7 separate regions of the Mus musculus genome follow, and regions 1, 2, 3, 4, 5 and 7 are each linked to region 6. The links are chromatin contacts, called in public HiCAR-type, HiChIP or PLAC-seq and promoter capture Hi-C maps. All regions are on one chromosome and are shown on one strand. Each heading gives the region's core, a stretch centred on a gene start, on an enhancer-like site or on the middle of the called end of the contact. The rest is flanking DNA. Distances are from core to core; before and after follow the strand shown. Region 1 holds the start of Bicc1 (BicC family RNA binding protein 1). Region 2 overlaps Ipmk (inositol polyphosphate multikinase). Region 3 overlaps Ube2d1 (ubiquitin-conjugating enzyme E2D 1). Region 4 holds the start of Cisd1 (CDGSH iron sulfur domain 1). Region 5 holds the start of Ube2d1 (ubiquitin-conjugating enzyme E2D 1). Region 6 holds the start of Zwint (ZW10 interactor). Region 7 has its middle 52 kb from the start of Ipmk.

The links. HiCAR-type assays count read pairs that join an accessible place to other places. HiChIP or PLAC-seq counts read pairs in DNA pulled down with a chosen protein or histone mark. Capture Hi-C pulls out chosen DNA fragments and counts their contacts.
Region 1: a HiCAR-type map of astrocytes shows a contact between it and region 6, with 4 times the contacts expected there. The contact joins the promoter of Bicc1 here to the promoter of Zwint in region 6. A contact is called at or near these places in 1 of 39 promoter capture datasets (embryonic stem cells) and 2 of 115 datasets of contacts at active chromatin or transcription factors (astrocytes and embryonic stem cells).
Region 2: a contact with region 6 is called in an H3K27ac HiChIP or PLAC-seq map of acute myeloid leukemia, with 6 times the contacts expected there. The contact joins the enhancer-like site here to the promoter of Zwint in region 6. A contact is called at or near these places in 3 of 39 promoter capture datasets (cranial neural crest, embryonic stem cells and pre-B cells), 6 of 115 datasets of contacts at active chromatin or transcription factors (the NIH/3T3 cell line, acute myeloid leukemia, embryonic fibroblasts and 2 more) and 3 of 9 other capture datasets (adipose tissue, embryonic stem cells and liver).
Region 3: an H3K27ac HiChIP or PLAC-seq map of large pre-B cells shows a contact between it and region 6, with 7 times the contacts expected there. The contact joins the enhancer-like site here to the promoter of Zwint in region 6. A contact is called at or near these places in 2 of 39 promoter capture datasets (hematopoietic stem and progenitor cells and pre-B cells) and 4 of 115 datasets of contacts at active chromatin or transcription factors (astrocytes, large pre-B cells, microglia and 1 more).
Region 4: a promoter capture Hi-C map of adipose tissue shows a contact between it and region 6, with 11 times the contacts expected there. The contact joins the promoter of Cisd1 here to the promoter of Zwint in region 6. A contact is called at or near these places in 9 of 39 promoter capture datasets (the HPC-7 cell line, cranial neural crest, embryonic stem cells and 5 more), 14 of 484 Hi-C or Micro-C datasets (CD4 T cells, CD8 T cells, the G1E-ER4 cell line and 7 more), 21 of 115 datasets of contacts at active chromatin or transcription factors (DN3 thymocytes, Th17 cells, acute myeloid leukemia and 12 more) and 5 of 9 other capture datasets (adipose tissue, embryonic stem cells, liver and 2 more).
Region 5: a contact with region 6 is called in an H3K27ac HiChIP or PLAC-seq map of double positive thymocytes, with 7 times the contacts expected there. The contact joins the promoter of Ube2d1 here to the promoter of Zwint in region 6. A contact is called at or near these places in 10 of 39 promoter capture datasets (the 3T3-L1 cell line, the SN4741 cell line, cranial neural crest and 5 more), 2 of 484 Hi-C or Micro-C datasets (B cells and liver), 8 of 115 datasets of contacts at active chromatin or transcription factors (astrocytes, double positive thymocytes, extraembryonic endoderm stem cells and 5 more) and 2 of 9 other capture datasets (adipose tissue and liver).
Region 7: an H3K27ac HiChIP or PLAC-seq map of extraembryonic endoderm stem cells shows a contact between it and region 6, with 8 times the contacts expected there. The contact joins the enhancer-like site here to the promoter of Zwint in region 6. A contact is called at or near these places in 8 of 39 promoter capture datasets (cranial neural crest, embryonic stem cells, frontonasal cranial neural crest and 5 more), 3 of 484 Hi-C or Micro-C datasets (cerebellar granule neurons, cortical neurons and liver), 9 of 115 datasets of contacts at active chromatin or transcription factors (acute myeloid leukemia, differentiating embryonic stem cells, embryonic stem cells and 5 more) and 2 of 9 other capture datasets (adipose tissue and embryonic stem cells).

The regions. Positions count from the first base shown.
Region 1 is chr10:71,158,170-71,160,946 of GRCm38.p6, reverse strand. Bicc1 (BicC family RNA binding protein 1) reads left to right here and starts at 1,257. Exons shown (of 21, transcript NM_031397.3): 1 at 1,257-1,526. The coding sequence starts at 1,331.
Region 2 is chr10:71,370,817-71,373,548 of GRCm38.p6, reverse strand. Ipmk (inositol polyphosphate multikinase) reads right to left here. Exons shown (of 6, transcript NM_027184.2): 4 at 669-841. Among named protein-coding and RNA genes, the nearest start is that of Ipmk, 24 kb to the right of the region's middle. Within about 2 kb of position 1,413, at least 19 of the 459 cell types and tissues checked have an H3K27ac peak or open chromatin away from gene starts, as enhancers often do. A contact at or near this core is called in acute myeloid leukemia, where this site is marked.
Region 3 is chr10:71,257,740-71,260,531 of GRCm38.p6, reverse strand. Ube2d1 (ubiquitin-conjugating enzyme E2D 1) reads left to right here. Exons shown (of 7, transcript NM_145420.2): 4 at 713-790; 5 at 2,226-2,331. Among named protein-coding and RNA genes, the nearest start is that of Tfam, 21 kb to the right of the region's middle. Within about 2 kb of position 1,356, at least 17 of the 459 cell types and tissues checked have an H3K27ac peak or open chromatin away from gene starts, as enhancers often do.
Region 4 is chr10:71,343,545-71,346,244 of GRCm38.p6, reverse strand. Cisd1 (CDGSH iron sulfur domain 1) reads left to right here and starts at 1,396. Exons shown (of 3, transcript NM_134007.4): 1 at 1,396-1,521. The coding sequence starts at 1,491.
Region 5 is chr10:71,283,690-71,286,653 of GRCm38.p6, reverse strand. Ube2d1 (ubiquitin-conjugating enzyme E2D 1) reads left to right here and starts at 1,392. Exons shown (of 7, transcript NM_145420.2): 1 at 1,392-1,553. The coding sequence starts at 1,530.
Region 6 is chr10:72,653,185-72,656,110 of GRCm38.p6, reverse strand. Zwint (ZW10 interactor) reads right to left here and starts at 1,265. Exons shown (of 8, transcript NM_001293683.1): 1 at 1,134-1,265; 2 at 38-128. The coding sequence starts at 1,192.
Region 7 is chr10:71,398,584-71,401,568 of GRCm38.p6, reverse strand. No RefSeq gene overlaps it. Among named protein-coding and RNA genes, the nearest start is that of Ipmk, 52 kb to the right of the region's middle. Within about 2 kb of position 1,733, at least 28 of the 459 cell types and tissues checked have an H3K27ac peak or open chromatin away from gene starts, as enhancers often do. A contact at or near this core is called in extraembryonic endoderm stem cells, where this site is marked.

The DNA.
Region 1 (2,777 bases), core at 8-2,507, 1.5 Mb after region 6:
GAGTTTTGATTCAAACACACACTGTATGATTATCTATGGGCCCCAGGTGAACCCTATGGCTCACCCCACTTGTAAACCTACTTCTTCCCTCGGTAGCACAGTGCTTTTCTACCATATTTAACACCATCATCCTCCTACGTAGAACAGATACTCTTGTGCGTTTGGTCATTTAATAAAAGGCAGTACGATTCTGTGTGGCGTGGGGGCGAGTGTTCCAAGCTCACAGCAGGACTTCATCCTCTGAGCTCTATGCTCCGCTTTGAGAGTGATGGTGCGTGGGCTGGCGGGCAGTCAGCATCAGAAGTTGCGAGGCTTTCATCTGTGGGCCGCCTAGAACAGAGAGGAGCTCCCAGCCTGTCTAGAGAATGAGCCAGCCATTTCTGTGATCTCAGACAGAGATAGATGCTTAAGGTGGCGAAAGTAGTGTCTTGTTGAATCAAGGCCTGAAATTAAAGTCAGAGAAGGGCACATCTGGCGAAGGTATCTTTGGATTGGACCGATTAGGTGCACACAAGTCAAGTCTACTCTGACATCTGCAAAAGTTGGTCATCAATCCCTCTTGTCCCCAGATCTCCTTTTATTACTCTCTATTCTCATTCAGGCTTGTGGGACAGACTCAGGGTGTTCTGAGGGTCTGTAAATAGGACTGGACTTGGGAGCATACCCTTTGAGCACTTTGGGGTGAACTTGATCTAAGTTTGGAGTATTCTGAGTATGGAGAGGGATGGAATTCGGGTATAGGGATAGAAAAGTGACAGTAAGGGATTCGGGTGTGGATAAGCAAGCTTGTACGCCTGGCAGGAGTGAGTTTTTGATGGAGTCTCCATCAAAGTTTGTGAGTTTTGATGGAGTCTCCATCAAAGTACAAAAAAGTGGCAGTAAGTGACGAGGGCGTCTGGCGGGGCACCCCAGGAGCGCTAGGCTCGAACTGGGTGAGGGGGTCCGAGAGCCCGAGGGTCCACGCGATGGGTCAGGCATTCCGGGCGGCGCCGCGCGGCGTGTGGACGTGGTGCGTGTGAGAGGGCGCGGGCTGGCCGCTCCCGCCCGCTGCTCCCCGTGGGCCTGGCCGGCCAATGAGCGCGCGAGGCGGCGGCGGGGCTGGCGGCGGCCGGAGGCGCGGGCGGCTCTGTGCGCTCGGAGCGGGCGCTGCGGGCGGGCGGGGGCCGGGGCGCAGGCGATCGGCGCGGCGGGGCGGGGGGCGGCGCCCGAGGCGGGGATGCGCAGGGCTTCCCGCGGCCACGGCGGCGGCGGGGGCACGAGCTAGCGCTGCGGCGCGCCGAGCCACATCGGCCGGGGCCGGGGCGGCGGCAGCCCGAGCGCCGCTCGCACCATGGCCTCGCAGAGCGAGCCGGGCTACCTGGCGGCGGCGCAGTCGGACCCCGGCTCCAACAGCGAGCGCAGCACCGACTCGCCGGTGGCCGGCTCCGAGGACGATCTGGTGGCCGCGGCGCCCCTCTTGCACAGCCCGGAGTGGAGCGAGGAGCGCTTCCGCGTGGACAGGAAGAAACTCGAGGCCATGCTCCAAGGTAGGCATGCCCCTGCTCCTAATCCTCTCCCAAGTCCGCCACAGGATCGTCTCTCAGTCCGCTCACGGGACACCCTCCCTCCCCCCCAACTTTGTCAGCTTGCTCGGATCCGAGGAGCTGGAGGCCCGAGTTTGTGCTGCAGCTCCGAAGTTGCTGTTAGGACCGCGGCGGTGCCAGCTGCAGCTGGGACATCTGGGCCGTGGCATCCTTACACTACGGGACCGCCCAGTGTGCGGGACTTTGCCCGGCTTCCCGCAGCCTGGAATCTCTGCCACCCCTGCCGCGTCTTTTCCCTCCCCTCCTTAGTATCCGCTTCCTCCAGCTAGGGCCTGCTCTCGTCGCCTGGAAAAGCGCTGCAGATGTCAAGGCTTCAGCTGGGAGCCCCCGCCCCCACGCCGGAGTCTTGAGCTGGAGCAAGTCACCCAGGCGTGGGGATCTGTGCCCTGGCAGTGCGAGGGTAGCATGTGTCAGGGTAGCATGTGTCAGGGCAGTCCTAAAAGACATCTTGAGTTACATTCAGTCCATAAACTTCTCCCTTGCAGCTGTGGGAGTCTGACTTGACTTTCATATTTTGGGTTTTTAATTTAAAAAAAATTTTTTTCAAATTCTTTATAGAGTTTCTGGGATTTTCCCAGGAAGAGAAACTTTCTCCACACTGGATCGGAAGCAAATGCTGATTTATTGCTTTAGGATTAGAGTGAGCAGTAACAGATCCAAGGTCATTTTGACCTTTAAAAATGTCCATTCGCAGCCTACCTGTGTGGCTCACCTCCCACATCCAAAGGCAGAGATGAGGTAGCTGGAATGTGCATTATTTTTAAGACTTGAGGAGATCTGGCCCCTGCTCCCAGGAAGGGAGAGAGGTGAGGATTCGGTAGCTCTCATCCTTCATCCCGGGAAGCTTGGAGGTCCACAGACTCGCTTTTATTGCTGTCTGCGTGACTTATTTTGACTTTATCTGTCAATGTATCGCAGTATGGGAGCAAGTTATTCCTCTCTGGAAATGCAGTGGCTTCTCGGAACAATTAAGAGGGTTATTTTAAGAGAGAACAACATGTTTTCCTAAACAATAACTTGGTGGAAATAAGTATCAGGAGTGCTTGGCAGGCGGTTCTGGAAGGGCCGAGAACTCCTCTCCTTTGTTGCTTATTTGTATTGATAAACATTCCAAATGTCATGTCTTGTGTTTTTTTTTTTTTTTTTTTCCCCCTGAGATTATGTAACTTTGGAGGAAAGTAATAGATCTGAAAA
Region 2 (2,732 bases), core at 164-2,663, 1.3 Mb after region 6:
AAAAGAAAAAAGATCTAAGTGCTAATTCATAGAACTATTTGCAAATAAAACTGGTTTAAATAAAAGTATGAAATAATGTAGATTTTTTTTCCTACTTATATAATAGTTCTTGGGCTGGCGAGATGGCTCAGCAAGTAAGAGCACTGACTGCTCTTCCAAAGGTCATGAGTTCAAATCCCAGCAACCACCCATAATGAGATCTGATGTTCTCTTCTGGTGCATCTGAAGACAGCTACAGTGTACTTATTTATAATAATAAATAAATCTTTAAACAAAAACACAAACAGTTCTTTTCCCCAGCATGGGGAGGCAGACAGGTGAGTCTCTGAGTTCAAGACCAGCCTGGTCTACAAAGCAATTTCTAGAACAGTCAGGGCCACACAGTGAGATCCTGTTTCAAAAAGCCAAAAGTTATAAATGGCTCTTCTTATAGGAAAAGTACAAAGAACATGTTCACTTTTAATCTTTATTATACACTCAAACTTCAACCTTCTCAACCCTAAAACAAATGCATCTTAGGGTCTGGCCATTATGCATTAATTGCCTACTATGTGTCAGAACTAATGTTGCTGACTACAGACCATAGAGCAACGGATAAAATGCCTGTCCTTTTAGCTCACACTACATGGAGTGTTGCGTAAGGAAAGCGTCACGGAAACCGTTCTTACCCTCATGCCGAGCACCAGGAACCCGATCTCCTCCATCAGAGGGTACTTGCTGACCTGCTGCTGAATCTTCTCTGATGACGCAAAGGGGTCGTAGCTCTTCCGCCCAATCTTCACGTCCATTATACAGGGTTTGTTAAACTTATGAGTCACATCTTCCAGTTTTAGGTACACATCTGCTATTGGAGAAAAACCTTAATTAATGACAGGCAACCGTACCATTCAAACAACCCCCAGAGAAAAACAAAAAGAGGAGATGCTGGAGGTGAGAGACTTAGGTAGATCTAGAGCCAATGGACATGGTAACAGCATCAACAGACAAATGTCTGCTCCGTGTGACCAGACATCATTGGAGCGAAGGGGAGGCCCAGCATTACAAAGCTGTGGGCACCTCCCCACCAACACAACACTGTCTGGCTCAGAATGAGATTTCTTAGGATCTTAAGGATTTTGTGAAGTTTGACATCAGTAAACTGGGGACTGAATCCAAGTGACCCCACCTACTTCTCTCTTGCTACTCTCACACGCACTGTTGCTCTGTCACCGCCCATCTCAGCGCCTGCACACATCTGCCACAGAAAACTTGCTGTCTCTCAACAAAAGCTCCTTCTCACACATTACCTTGAAAGCATGGGTTTGGGTATGAGGAGAAAAGGAAGAAAAGAAATAGTTCTCCCTGTTCCTACGGAAAGCAATCCTGTCCAAATTCTCAATGAAACTATGATTCATGTTTTAGTTCTTAAGGCTGGAGGAGAGGGATGAGTGGGCACAGCTGGGACAAGCACCAGGAGGAAGTTAGCATCCCCAGAACCCACGGAAAGCTGGACAAAAAAAAGCGATGTGCAATCCGAGCTTCCTACAGAAACAGGAGGCAGCGGTAAAAGCCTTCAGAACATACAGGCATATCCTGTGGCCTCCACAGCAGCCAATGGAGGAGATCCTGTCCCAAACAAGGTGGAAGTGAGAGCCAACACCCAAGACTGTCCTCTGACCGCTACATGTGTGCCACTGCTCATACATGTGCATGCATGGGAAGTGTGGGTGCACACACAAACAGTGAAGTTAGGAAAAGTGCACATTCCCTCTAACCCAGCTGGGTAAGAGGTGCCAGAGTGAGAGGAGCCCGTACACTTATGTCCCTCTTTCCTGCCTCACCCAGACTGGTGCATTTTGAAATGACAACAGAGGTTTGTGTTGAACCGAATGAGAACTTTCAAGGCTCTCAGACTCAATAGGGCCAATCCTCCTGCAGAGGATGAAGGATAAAGAGGTAAATGTTATCTTTCCATCAAGATGGTTTAGCGCTGTAGCCGAGGGGACAGCAGCCCAGAAGAGCAGTATAAGCAGCCTAGGAGCCTGAACCTGAAAACCAGTTGCCAGGCACCTTGACAACAAGCCTAGTCACAGCAACCCTGCAGACGTCAGCAGCAAAGGACAAGCAGACACAGCCAAGCTTCTGGGTTTGAAAAGGCAGCCACAGAATGGAGAACCCGGGAAAGGATAGCTCCACCCTCCTCACTACAGTGTTGAAGAGATTCGTTGGCCATAAGTGTTAGTAAAGATGAAGGGCCTTAACACAGAGATACCCAGCATCCTGGGGACTTCACTGTTAACTTGGAGATGAGGCTTGGAGTCACTGAAGTAGGGCTGGATGTGAGAGTGTGCTGTCAGCTGAGGCCCAGCACACACCTCAAGGGAAGGCTATTCTCTTTGTGTCAAATACATGTGTCTTGATAATTTAGACAGGGCCCTGCAAATCCAAACATAGATTTCTTCTCCTCCCATACAGTGAACTCCTGCTAAACATGGGTGTAGCTTTTCCTGTCCTTTTCCACTGCCCTGGGCACTGTGGACCCAGCCCACCCTGCGCTATAACAGACCAAGTCATTTCATCAACAAGTAGGGCCCAAACACAGACACAGTTTTTTTTTTTTTTTTTTTTTTTTTTTTGGTTTTTCGAGACAGGGTTTCTCTGTGTAGCCCTGGCTGTCCTGGAACTCACTTTGTAGACCAGGCTGGCCTCGAACTCAGAAATCCGCCTGCCTCTGCCTCCCGAGTGCCGAGCGT
Region 3 (2,792 bases), core at 107-2,606, 1.4 Mb after region 6:
ACACGTATACATACACACACACATGCATATACACACATATGCGCACACACATACATATATACACATGTACATATACACACATACATATACACACATGTACATACACACACACACACACACACACACACACACACCCCATTACACTAAAGTTGATTCTTAATTCAACATATCATGAACACTGAATTCATCCAGCTTGGTTTTAGAGTTTTATCTTCTATAATATAAAGTACTTACTTGCAAATGAATATTGAGGTAAATCATACAATGGTACCCACTTAACCCTCTTACTCACTTTTTCCCTTTGGTTGTACCTGTGTAGACATTAGAACTTAATATTTTGAAATTTAAAAAGGTAAATATTAGTTGTAACCTTCTAAAACCAGCGATGACTGCTCTAGAGAATCCTCCTTCCTCCCCACAGGCCTCGACCCATGATCTGTCTGGTTAAAGCACACCGCTGTGCGAATGCGCATGTGCTTCCCTTTAAACTTGGTGGGCCCCTTGGGTAACTTCATACCTGGGAAGGAGCCTGTTCTCCATAGAAATTCCTCCAACTCATGGTGCAAGAATCGTGGGGTTTTTTTACAAGCTGATACTGGTGGAATTGTGAAGAAACTGCAAATCCTTCCCACTGTTAACTCCCGGGGACCATTCAGAGGGGTTGAGTATGTGCCGTGGCCAGAGTCTGATGCGCCCTCTCGTGTAATTTCAGCCTGACAGCGCCTATCAAGGTGGAGTCTTCTTCCTCACTGTCCACTTTCCGACAGACTATCCCTTTAAACCACCAAAGGTATTTATCCTGTGCATCTGTCCCATAGCAGGGATTTTTACTGTTTGTCTAGAGTGATCTTGTGACGTCACAGACCATAGGTAGGTTAGCAAGTGCATGCCCCTTTGTGTGACCTCCAGGTCTAAAGTTCTCCCCTGCAGCCTCCTCTCCCTCCTTTTTTCTAATTTATTTGATGTGCATTGGGGTTTTGCTTACATGTATGTCTGTACGAGGGTGTCGGATCCCCTGGCACTGGAGTTACAGAACAGGTGTGAGCTGCCATGTGGGTGCAGGGAATTGAACCCAGGTCCTCTGGAGGAGTAGCCGGTACTCCTAACCACTGAGCCATCTCTCCGTCCCTAGAATGCTCTTTCTTAGTCAGCTGTTTTCCTATGCTTGCTAGGCTCCTGGGCTTTTCCTCCTTGTGAGATATGAGTTGTTCGGAATGTTTTTACAGTCAGGAAAGCAGGCTTTTCCATCCGTAATGTTACCTTTCCAAAACAGACCCAGCTTTCTTAAGTGTAGTGTGTACTTTAAAAAAAAAAAAATCATGCTATGGCTGGCTGCACAACGGCTATGTCCCCAACCCCCAAGGGGATCCCCAAGCGGCTGTCAGCCCTGGTTCCCTTGGTAAAACCACTCTGGACTTCCCAAGCTATCCGCCCCTGTGGCCCCCTGAATGGGGGTGGGGAGACCTCAGTTGCCAGTGCCTAGTTGGCCATAGCATGGATCATTTTGGGTTTTTTTTTCTATTGTTTTTTTATAATTACAGGCTACACTTAAGTATTCAGTGAATGTACATTGAGCTTCATCATGTTCCCCTCACGATGGGACTCACAGTGGGGACACTGAAAGGCAGAAGGGGATGAAAACACGTTTTCTGAGGTTTAAAGTCCAAAGAAGAGGCAAGTGGTGGGGGTGAGAAGGAAGGAAGGAAAGGAACTTATATGCCATCAGGGAAATAATTATAGCACTTTAAAAACCACCCAGCTTAAAAATCATACGGATGACGTCACACAACAGTGGCTCTGTCAAGACCCGGCTTCTCTGTGGTTCACCAAGGACAGGCGATAAGCTGAGGCATCCCACGTCCGCCCTGACAGATTCTGTGTCCTGTTTATAGATCCAAGTGGCCTTCTGGGTATCACTGACAGTCAGGTTAAGAGAAATGTTTTGAGGTGTGATGAAAGCCAGAGTAATTGGTCCAGGTGTCACTCAGCCCATCATACCGGCTACTGCAGACTTCTCACCACACCCCAGACACTTCCCAACGCCTGGAGGAGAAAAGGAGCTTAAGCTAAGTTGGTCTCCTTCGGATTCCCAGGGGCTGAGCTGCGCGTATACAAGTCTGCTCCAAAGCTGTGTAAAGATGAGCGCCTTTTACCCTTGAGTGGATCGGTTCTGTTTGCTCCTATTTGTGGCAACCAATACCCTTTTTGTTCCATTTTATCTTTAGATTGCTTTCACAACAAAAATCTACCACCCAAATATAAACAGCAACGGGAGTATTTGTCTTGACATCCTGAGGTCCCAGTGGTCGCCCGCTTTGACTGTATCGAAAGGTAATTTTGTTTTTCGGATTTAAAAATAGGCATGGCGAGGATTGGGACCAGCGGTTGAAACAAACAAACAAACAAACAAACAAAATCATACAAACAAACAAAAATACCTCAACCTGCTGTGTTTTCTTCTGTTTTGATAATTGCTTTTTCTAAGAACTCTTTAGTCACGCTGGTTTTCAGTAAACTTTGGAGTTCGGGTGGGGTGGGGGAAAATGAATAGATGGGCAAGTCTAAATGAAACCAGAGATTTAAAATTCAGGAACTAAAGGCTGGAGAGAAGGCTTGATGAAGTACAGGTGCATACTGCTCTTCCAAAGGTCCTGATTTAGTGTTCTCAGCGCCAGGGTTGGGCAGCTCACGACGACCTGTAACTCCAGCTCCAGGAGACTCGATCTTCTAGCCTATACATAATTAAAAATGGAAAACAAATCTTTAAAAATTGCTAGAGTTAGGGATTTTCT
Region 4 (2,700 bases), core at 147-2,646, 1.3 Mb after region 6:
AAGGGGTGGGGTCAGGGGATGCTGATTCATAGGATAATCAAAAGAGAACCTGGAATAAATAATTGAATTGAGGTGTAAATTTAAAAAGAAAAATGAAAAAAAAAAAAAAAACAAACCAGGACTTTTGAGCTAGCAGACAGCAATAACAGTTCTTTAGAATTTCCTCTAAGCGGGGCGTGGTGGCGCACGCCTTTAATCCCAGCACTTGGGAGGCAGAGGCAGGCGGATTTCTGAGTTCGAGGCCAGCCTGGTCTACAAAGTGAGTGCCAGGACAGCCAGGGCTATACAGAGAAACCCTGTCTCAAAAAACCAAAAGAAAAAAAAAAAATAGAATTTCCTCTAAGGAGAGCAGAGCTGTATGGAGATCTCTGGAGATCGAAAACAGCTCTTCAAGAATATTTTCTTGAGAGAATTTCCGACTTGGTTTGAAGATCCAATAATTTTTTGTAGCAGTTTTTCCTGATAGCTTCTAGTTTTACTAGCAGAGAAAGCTATCTCAATCAGAATTTGTAAAATAGCAAGAAAATCTGTCTACATCAGAGCAGAACACAGAGAGAAAAAGAGAGAGAGACAGACTGAAGGAGGGAAAGAGGGCGGGCAATTTGGAAAGCCATCTTAGCAGAACCAAGGCCGCCAGCTTGGACCCAAGTCGTTTGTTTTCGCCGCTCCCAGGCACCCCTTCTCTCAGAACCCCTCTCCATGCAGAAGCTGGTCCTAGGCATCTAAGCCACTGCAGCCTTCTAAATCGTTTTTCTAAGTGGACAGTCTACTTATGTTTATTTATTCATGGCAATGCTGGGAATTGAAGGCAGAGTGTTGTGCATGTTGGGCAAACACCATACCGTTGTGAAAGCAGAGAGCCGCTGAGCTGCTTCACCAGCCGAAGCAAGTTGTTTTTGTTTTTGTCTTTCTGGGACTTTCTGGATGCATGAGTGGCAGGGTCAGAGGCTGAAGGGATGGAGGCCCAATGTGGCTAGAGGAAGCTCTAGACACAGCTCCATCGATGCCCGTGTGCCTGCACTGGCATCCTAAGGCAAAATCTGTCTTTGCGGGACCCACAGTGGAGCTGGTCAGATTTGCAGGACCCACAGCTGAGCTGGCCACACCTTGTGTAACTTATTACCAAAAGTCAAAGGATCGGCAGGCCATCGGCCGACAGTCCTGCAGGTACTTGTCCTGAGTCACCTGAAACGCTCTCAACTGGACCGACGGTAAAACCCGGCCTGGATAGGCTCGCCCGGGCGGCGCAGACGCAGTCACCGCCTTGGCGCCTAAGGCTATCCCGCGGTTGTCAAATCCTCACCCGTCTGCCGGGTTGGACCAGCTGCGCATGCGCGACTCTACCGGCGCGCCGGCACACGCGCTCCCAGCTTGCCGCGGCGCCTGCGCAGTGGCAGTGAGTGGGCCCCGAGGTCGCGTCTTGCCCAAGTCTCCGCGGTCCCCAGCGCTCGCTCGCGCGGTCCTGCCACGGCCTTCCTGCTGCCCGCGCCATGGGCCTCAGCTCCAACTCCGCTGTGCGAGGTGAGCCGCCCGCGGCCGGTCCCCGCCACCCTTATCCGGACTGTCACCTTGACCAGCACAAGGGCAGGCGCAGGCCTGCGGAGCGCTCGGGGGATGCTGGTGCGGGCCGGCATCCCGGCCCTGGACCACTTCCCGGGCCAGCCACGCTGTGAGCAACCAAGATAGCGGGGCGCAGTCCACCCCAAAACGCTCCTGCGCTTCCTGAGACCCTGACACCGGGGACTGGTCACGTCGTAGGTGTTTTGCTTTTGCTGGCTTTGTAATTCTAGGTAAAGAAACCCAATCCAAGGTCTTCAATTTCCAAGTTTCTTTCGTACTTTGCATCCGGCCGCTGGTGACAGTGGTCTGAGAAACCACTGAAAATGGCCTTTTTCCCTAGCGTTGAAAACAGAAGTTTGTAGAAATCTGACTAGAATTGAATTTGTGAAACTTGGCTAGTGTAAAGTCCCTGGTGATCAACTGTTAAAATTACTACAACCTGTGCGATATGCGTGACTGACTGCCCCGATATAAAAACGCCACACCCCAGGGTTTGGTTACTTCTAACCTTTAGTTGAGTAAAAGTAAAAAAATTAAATTACAGTGAGCCCCACTGATTCATTCAGCAAATAGGGATCGTCTATACTGCTCGGTTCTGTAACTATCCCTAACGTGACCAGTCCCCAACGTCAGGGTGTCAGGAAGGACGGGGGTTTTGGGGGGTGAACCGTGCCTCTCTAGCCTGGTTGCCCACAGGGTGACTGACTGGGGAAGTGGGACCTTAGTTTTGTAGTAGGTTGGTTCTATATACTGGAAAGTTCTACTTAATATCGACGAAACTGACTGGGCAGATAGGGAGAACAAGTTTTTTATTTTATTTTCTTAACATTTATTTGTGTGAGTGTGTCTGTACCTAGTGCCATGGCTTGTGTGGAAGTGAATAGATAACTTGTAGGAGCGGATTCTCTTCCACCCTGTGAGTCCCAGGGATCAAACCCAGGTCATCCATCTTGACAGCAGGCACCTTTTCCCACTGAGCCATCATGCTAAAGCCCATGCAGATAGTTTAAAAATACTACAGACAAAAAGAAATGATTCTCTGCAAACTTTATTTTAAAGGGTAGCCATTTGGGGACTCCTTTAAATGCATCCACTTTGGTGAACTTAAGTTTTCTTCGTGGTTTTTAAAAATCTGTTTTG
Region 5 (2,964 bases), core at 143-2,642, 1.4 Mb after region 6:
TTGGTCTCTAGCTAAAAAGATGAATTGCATTAATGCCACTCTTCTTTTGGGGTGAGATAAAGCAGTAATAATAATTAATAATAATAATAAGTGGGAAGACAATGTCTATAAAGTGTTGACAAGCAAGCATAAATGTAGGCATGGTGGGGCTTGTGTGTAAAATCAGTGCTGAGCAGGTAAAGACAGCAGATACCTGGCCAGGTTAGCCCAATAGGTGAGCTCCAGGTCCCTGTGAGAGACTCTGTCTCAAAAAACAAGGAGTACAGCTCCTGGGAAATAATTTCACAAACACACACACACACACACAAGGGGAGGGGGGGCGGATGGACAGGAAAGTAGACCAATATGCAGACAGAGCAGGACTGCTTGAGGGGACCTCTGCAAAGCACAGTCCCTCGAAGCTTTCTGGGCCGCAACCCATCTCTAGTTTCTGCAGAGGGCGTGGGGCTGGTCTTCTGTGGACCACTGCAAAGGCGGAGAAGAGAACTTCCCAGATGTGGCTGATCCAGCTGCAGAGACACTGTGGAAGCCGCGACAGTGAGCGTTGAGTGTTTTGAGAAGCAATATGGGATTCAAAACCATTTTAGATAAGGAATGGATTGACTTTAGTCATCAGAAACCTAAGACTGACCAACGCCGTCAGAAATCCAAGACTGACCTGCAGGTGCCAAGCCAAGAAGTCATGGTTGAAAGGACAAGCAAGATCTGAGATCACAAGAACTGAGAAGGGGCTGGAGGACACCTCAGTGGGTAAACTGCTTGCCGCAAAGCCTGAGGACCTGAGTTCGGATGCCAGAGACCACGTAACGGTTGGGTGTGTGGAAAGCTGTCTTCAATCCCGTTTTTGGGAGGTGGAGACAAAAAGACATAAAGGAAAACCCTGTTTCAAAAAAAAAAAAAGAAAGAAAGAAAGGAAGGAAGGAAGGAAGGAAGGAAGGAAGAAAGAAAGAAAGAAAGAAAGAAAGAAAGAAAGAAAGAAAGAAAGAAAGAAAGAAAGAAAGAAAGAAAGAAAGAAAGAAAGAAAGAAAGAAAGAAAGAAAGAAAGGTGGAGTACAATTGACGAAGACTCCTCACGCCCTCAGGGGCGAGCGGGGAAGAGTCAGAATTATCTGCAAAGGAAGTTAAGATCCGCCGCAGGGTCTGTGCGAGGAGGAGCGAGCCGTGGTTCACAGCAGCTCCTAGGAGCGACAGCTCACCTGCTGTCTGGGTTTTTGCAGATTCGAGACCTTGCTCTGCAGAGCGGCTGCAGGGAGCGGCAGCAGCCTGGTCGCAGCTGTCACCCACGGGTGACCGGACGACGTCCGCGCGGGCGGCAGAGGCCGAGCCTGGGACTACACTTCCCAGTGTGCCAGGCGGGCGGGGCGCGGCGGGGAGGGCGCAGGCTCCTTCCCAGCAAGCGAAGGCGGAAACAAAAGAGTCCGGCGCCGCCGCCCGCACACTCGCGCACCGCGCCCGGGCGCACACGGAGCAGCCCTGCGAGGCGGCAGCCCGGGACACGCGGACACTCCGCAGCCCCCGCCGCCTGCCCCATGGCGCTGAAGCGGATCCAGAAAGTGAGTGGCTGCCAGAACCGGCCTGGGTGTCCCCAAGATGTCCCCAGGAACCCGGGGCGCACGGTGTGGGAGGGGCGCGGACACTGGGGAGGCCGGGGTACGGATCGGCCCGCACAGGTGAGGCGTGCATCCGCAAGGTCTGGGTACTTGGAACCTCGGGGCGACCCGATCCGGTCGTGCCCTTTCCAGGATGAGCCTAGAACCTCGGGTGCGGGTGCCCGTGGGGTGGCCAGATTGTCCCGGGGTGTGTGCATCCCCGCTGGGCCGGGGCTTGCTCTGCAACGGGCGGCCTTCGTCCCCTATCCCGCTGTGCGTCCTCACAATGTCCCCGGAGCCCTCCTTGCTGTGTTCGCACCCCGGGTTCCCCGAGAGGGCAGGGAAGGTGTGGTGGGCCTACGGCCTTTATTCTCAGAGCGTGGGGCTGGGTCTTTCTGGGCTCTGCAGTCGGCTGGTGCTCAGTGGGAGGAAAGGGCTGGGAACGCGAGATTGGGGCCGAGGAGCCAGCAGAGAGCTCTTGCCCCTGCTATTTTGGTGGTTCTGCACGCAGCTGCCACTTCAGGTCACATAGCTGTACTGAGAACATAGTTGCTGATACACAGCAAGATGAGCTCCTGGCTGTGATTCATGGCTAGGTAAGCTAAGCAGGTTGTTGGTTTTGTTTTGTATTTTTTTCTTCACACCCTCACGATAAACTTAGATGTAGAGTTGAAGACACAACACTAAGGACCACAAATTAAATTGTTTGGATGCTTTGATGTGTGAATAGAGAATGAGGAAGACAATCGAAGGGACAGTCAGTCCTTACATAGGATCGGTTCCAACCCTCTCTTTGTATTCTTTACCGCACCCACTTCTCTTGTTGGCCTGTCCCCTATCTCAAGTATCTTTTAACATTTTACAGCGGTAGTCCTTGCTGCTGGGAACGTGGTGTTTGGGATCGCTTTAGAAGCAAATGCGCCAACAGTGGATAATGTGTTTGGTAATTGATTTCACAAGAAATGGTTGGCTCCCCAAACGTTTTATCAACCTTTCCAGCTACACTTGACTGAAAATGTTCTGAGTTAGAGTGGTAGGAAACAGGCATCTTTCGGTACTGAGGACAGCAACTTTTACCCGCAGCCAAATTTTCGTTTGTTTTTTGTTTATTTGTTTTTGTTTTTGTTTTGTTTTTGTTTTTTTTTTTTTTTTTTAATAAACCTTAGCTGTGTAGATCATCGCTGTTCTTTGTGCCGCTGAAGGTCAACTCGGTATAAAATGTTAAGATCAGCGTTTATTAAATAATGACGTTTTCTCGTTTGAAGATAACACGGTGGCACTTTATTTTTAACCATATAAACAAGCTTAATTTTGAAGCTGCAATCGTCATTACCGTGCCGATTTCTGAACGCCGACCAATCTACTGTTGGTTCCC
Region 6 (2,926 bases), core at 16-2,515:
CTTCTGAAACGCTGGGTCCCACTTTGCACATACATACCCTCATAAACTCCTCCATGATCTTGGCAGGCAGCTCTGCTTCTTCCTGCAAGCCTACAGGTTCTAGAATGGCTGCTGCCTCAGCCAGAACCCTGTAAGGCATGAGTGAGATTGTGCTATGGTACCACACGAGCTCGAAGGAACATATGCAGTGGCATCTATGTCAGGAGGGTGCCAATGCTCAGAGGCTACCCAAGGGTCTTAAGGGACTTTAGGCTGAGATCAGAAACACCATGTACCTGGACAACATACAGTAGCAACTAAGCGCCATGAGGAAATCACCTGAAATACTGGAGGATAGGGACTGTGCAGACATGACTACATGTTTAAATAGGGGGGGTCACAATGGGTAAAAACTCGATGAATCCGTCTGAAAGCAGCAGGGGCATATATACAGAAACAGAGAAAAGCCAAAGTTCAGGCAAGCCTTGGAAGACATGCTAGTAATGGCTGATCTCAGAACGTATGATGTGTAACCCACCCAGCCTTTCCAGATTGGCTGGAACAATCCACTAGAGGACAGAGATACAGATAAAAAAATACTAAAGAAGAAGGTTGTGACAGAAGGTCCTAGAATGGTAAAGGGTTGGTTACGACATCTGTAATGGAGCTGGCTTTTTTAGAATACTACGCCACAGGGCTCAGGGTGGGTGAGGTAATGTCCCTCAAAGGCAGCATCCGACATAAGGTGACCTACGTCAGCCATCCAGATGTATCACTCCGCATACAGAAAGAAGTCCCTGCTTAGTCATACCCCTGCAGCAGAATGCCACAAAGACCCTAATAGGCATCATTCCAAAAAAGAGACGTTGTCACACAGTCAAATTCTGCACTCCTGAATTGAGGCGACATCAACCCTCAAAGGCCACACTCATGGAGTAGGATGACAGTCTTTTCGGGCTGCATTATCTTTTCTAATTGAAACTGCTCCTCGGGGCCTACACTCCAGAATCCAGGTGACATCGTCTCTTAGGGCCCGCACTCCTCAGCTAGGGTGACAAGATCCCTCAGAAGTCGCACTCCTGAACTAGGGCGCCACTGTCCCTCCGCCGCCACTGCCCGAGCCGCCGCCCCAGGCCCTCGCCTTCCACACTCACTCTTTCGTCGCAACAGCGTTGTTTTTCTCCGCAACAGCGTTTTTCTCCGCGTCCGCCATCGTTCTGTCGCTCACCACGCCTTTGGATTCTCCTGGACTGCCCGCCTAGGTCGAGATTGGTTTCTGGGTAAGTGGGCAGGACTTTAAATGACGTCACCTCTTTTCATTGGCCGGAGTCGATTCCGGTCCCGCCCCCGTACGCAAGCGTAGGCGGTTTTTCGGTTCTGGGGGCTGGCTGGAGGTTCTGAGCCTGCGCAGTAGGAAGCACTGATAGCTGAAGGCCAGACAGTGAGAAAGCAAAATTTGGTGGGTGCAGACACCGGAAAAAGGCTATTATCTGTTCCAGTAGTCACGCTTTCCTATTAAATGTACTGCTGCGGAAGAAAGGAGGTGGGCCTCTCCTCCACGACGCTGAAGAATACTGATCTTATAAGTAAATACTATATGAGTTCAAAACATTGTGCTTTTAAAGACCTTAATCAGAGATCCCAGTTGGGTCTCTTGTGTGGACAAGTCCCAGCTGAAACTGAGGGTGGGCGTTGGTCGCCAGAGTGCAGGAGGGAGAGAAAGAAGGCTGCACCTAGAGAACCCAGAGCCAGCAGCTTTCTGAAATACTCTGCTGAATCCTGAGCTGTATCTGAGGAAATTTCCTGAAGGGAATTTTAAAGATGCTTTGGAGATTAAAGCAGAGTCGATATTAGATACCATTTTCACAGATTGGTATTGAAGAATGCCTACTCAATGGTGAGCAGATACACCACTGAGAAGTGTCGCCTTGCGACTGGCAATAAATAACCCTACCTACGTTGAGCACTGCTGTGGCACCATCTAACAGATTAAAGGAATGAGGCCTTAACAATCCCTTAAATGTGAGACCAACTAGACTGCAATAATGAAGATGAGGTTACAAAAAAAAAAAAAAAAAAAAAAAAATCACCAAGCAGTAGGTTCGGCTTACAATTCCTGATCTTTGCTTAGTCATTCCCAGGCATGACTAAAAGAAAATTCATTATTAGATGAATAAGTCACTGTTTAGAACAGAAATGGATGTTAAGACATCAGACAAGCAGAACATCTTTGTGTTCCAGAGAAGGAGTAAACAGAAACCAAGATGTGCTACAGATGTGGGCAAGAGGAACTCTCATGTTACTGCTGGGTGTGTTTTGAAAACAATGTTTCCTCAAAGGGTTAAACATAGAATTACTGGATGATCTATAATTTTCCAAGTATAATTACAAAGGAAATTAACATATAAACACAAAAATGCACACAACACACGAAATCTGTAAGAGCCAAAAGTAGAACAAACCTGTCATGACACAAGGAATGAGAAGAACTACTGTAAATGGAATACAAATTTATAATAACCAAAAATGGGGTATTATTGTATGGGAATCTAGCAATGAACCTTGAAAAAATGAAGCCAGGTAAACAAAATTGCAGATTTGATTCTTTCTTTCTTTCTTTCTTTCTTTCTTTCTTTCTTTCTTTCTTTTTCTTTTTTCTATCTTTCTTTCCTTTTTTTTTTTTTTCCTTGTGTTTTTCCAGACAGGGTTTCTCTGTATAGTTCTGGCTGTCCTGGAACTCACTCTGTAGACCAGGCTGGCCTCAAACTCAGAAATCTGCCTGCTTCTGTCTCCCAAGCACTGGGATTAAAGGCGTGCACCACCACTGCCCGGCCTGATTATTTCTTTTATGTAAAATATACAAATAAGGCAAATCAATGAAAGCAGAGAGTGAATTAATACTTGACCAATAGATAGGAGAGGGAAGAGAAAGTAAGGTAAGGAGAAA
Region 7 (2,985 bases), core at 484-2,983, 1.3 Mb after region 6:
TAGTCCACAAATATTAGAAGCTGGTTAGCATCCTTGTGGTAGAACTTTTCAATCTGAATGCCAGCAACACCTTATCAACTTTCAACTTGCAGTATACATAATCACCACTAGGTGTCACTAGGGTTTTTCCAGAGGAGGGAAGAGGGAGATGCTGTTCCATTAAACAGGGCTTTACAAGGTTACATTAAATCAGAAATTTAAGGGTGAAGGGAATCTTCTAAAACAAGACTTTGGAGCTTACACATTTAAATTTTTTAAATTTACTAAAAATATCTTGAATTAATCTTAGTAAATCTATGGGGTTCCCACACACAGAGACACTTTCTATCCCTGGTGAATCTTGAGAACTAACGTATGTGCGTAAGAAACGTCCTTACTTATGTGCAGGTTGACATTTTATATTTATATAATCTGGCCGCACTCCCAGCATTCCACTTTTTCTCCTCTCAGAGCTGCCTGGCAACATCAGAAAACCATCGTTGTGTCACAAATATAACTAATTAGCCAGTATAATTCCGCGCACATTTAAAACATCTGTTCCTGGGTATGCAGTACTCCCCAGTGGGAACAAGGCAACCCTCATTTCTTCACCTCTGCCATGCAGGGTGCCTCCACGAATCCCAGGAGCCGAGAAACCCGTACTTCTCATTTATGTGTCATTTTCTGCATGTAATTCTATTATAGATTTTTCCAGCCACAACAGCACGTTGGACAGTGTTTGTTTGTTTGTTTGTTTGTTTATCCATTTTATAAATCTGTCAAATAACCTAGAGAGCTGAGATGAGCAAATTTTAAATCTAGTTTAAACTCCTTTGTAGAAATGACCTGTTTGGCAGCTATATAAACTGAGATGTGTAAATATTATAATAATAAATAATACTAATAATAGTAGTAGTAGTAGTAGTGATAAAAACAAATGCCTAACTTAGATTCTCTTCCTGGTTGATTCTTTTTTTTTTTTTTGGTTTTTCAAGACAGGGTTTCTCTGTGCAACCCTGGCTATCCTGGAACTCACTCTGTAGACCAAGGTTGGCCTTGATCTCAGAGATCTGCCTGCCTCTGCTTCTCAAGTGCTGGGATTATAGGCATGTGCCACCACGCCCAGCATCCTGGCTGGTTCTTAACTATTAACAGGACCTTAAACAAACCATGATGACCTCTTCCTGAATTCCTTTCTCCATTGTTGAAAGGAATTGTTCAAAACTGGGCTTAGTTTCGATTGGTGAAGCATGGTCAGCACTTGGGCGGGAGAGGCAGGAGAATTAGGAGTTCAAGGTCATCCTTGCCTGTACAGGGTGAGTTTGAAGCCCGCCTCAAAACGGCAAACCTACCTTAGACAGCTGTGATGACAACTAGAAACAACACGTGGTATTGTTATGACTCCGACCTCGGTCCCCAGCTTTGTGGTGCTAGTCTGAGGGCTGTGCAGCCTTAGGGGGCGAGGCTTAGATGAAAACCAGGGGCATCATGGGAAGGGACATGCACAGTAGGGAAGGGGTTCTGTAACTTGAAAACTACCAATCAAGACAGAGAGCCATCTAAACTATATCCCCAGTAACCTAATTCTCCCTTCTCATGAACCCCACCCACACACCCAAAACAAAGTTTCAGGCTGAATTTTTCCACATCAGTTAAAAGGACAAAAACCATGCCCCGAAGACATTTCCACAAGCCAACCCATTCCAAACAACTCCTCATAGGGATTCTCTTCCCAGATAATCCTAGGTTAGAGGACAGTGTTGACTATTAAAGCTAGCAATCACTTCAAGTTCCTGAGGCCATAAATCAGAACCATCCCCTGTGTAAGGAGGCACCGGATGATTTTTGTCCAGGGAAAAACCTTCCTGATTGTGACACACTTGGAGCTTATAGAACTCTGAGGGTGTGTGACAGTCAGGCGTCATTCAGGTCCCGGTTGTGTCCCCCGCCCCCCACCTCCCCTCCCCAAGGCTGAGTGCAAATGACTACACTACCAGAACTGCGGTTGCTGTGTTAGTCAGATAGGTACCTTATCTGATAAGAGCGGCTGGAAATGATATAAGAGAACAAAGTCACAGATAAGGGAACGGAAGATTCTGGAAGAGATAGTGAACACTTCAGATCTCACCTAAGTATGAGAAAAAATTGCTGTAGGATTCTGATCCATGGCGGAACCACTTGATTTGCATTTTAGTGACTCTTCTTGCTGCTACACGGGGGCGGGTGGGCGAAGCTGGGGCAATGGAGAACTCTGGAGTCCTCTGGGCTCTGCTGAGCAGCCTGGGGTGAAGCTGAGGAGGCAAGCTAGGGTGGGAGTCACGAGAGAGGAAGGCAAAAGCTGGATGTGTGTGGAAGGTCAAATGCACCCAGATCTGCTAGCAGTGGTGCACAAAACAAACAAACAAACAAATAAACAAAAAAAAACAAAAAAACAAAAACCACCAAAAAAAAAAAAAAAAAACCAGAAGTTGGCTTTCAAATTATATGCAAAACCAGATGGGAAATGGTGTTAACATGATCGAGTTAGGGATTACCAGGGATGAATCTGAATATTTTTTCTGAGTATTTTTGAAGTGCTTGGTTCTTACATTGTGAGTATACTCATCTAAGGCTTGGCGCGTCTCCGGTGCTGGAGCGAGCGGAGTACAGACTCAGGAACAATCTGCTAATATTTAGCTACCGCTAGCTAATTTCTCAGTTTAACTTCTGAACCAAGTGAACTGTTTTCTAAAAGAACCAGAGCCAGCAAACTAAAAATAAGGGCAGCCCTTATTTTAACAAGCAAGTTAAAACACTTGGTTTACTGACTTGTGTCTGTCTAGGAAAAGGGAGAGTGTGTGAGTAACTCCATAGAAACTTTCCTTTGCAATAATAAATGGAGTGAGCTGCAGGCACGAAGGCTGGGGAAGGATCTTTAACCCTCATAGAGAAGAAAACACTTCCCTCTCCAGCCACTCTTATCTGTCCTGTGAACCTAGGATGGATCAGTTTGTTTCCTGGGAAACA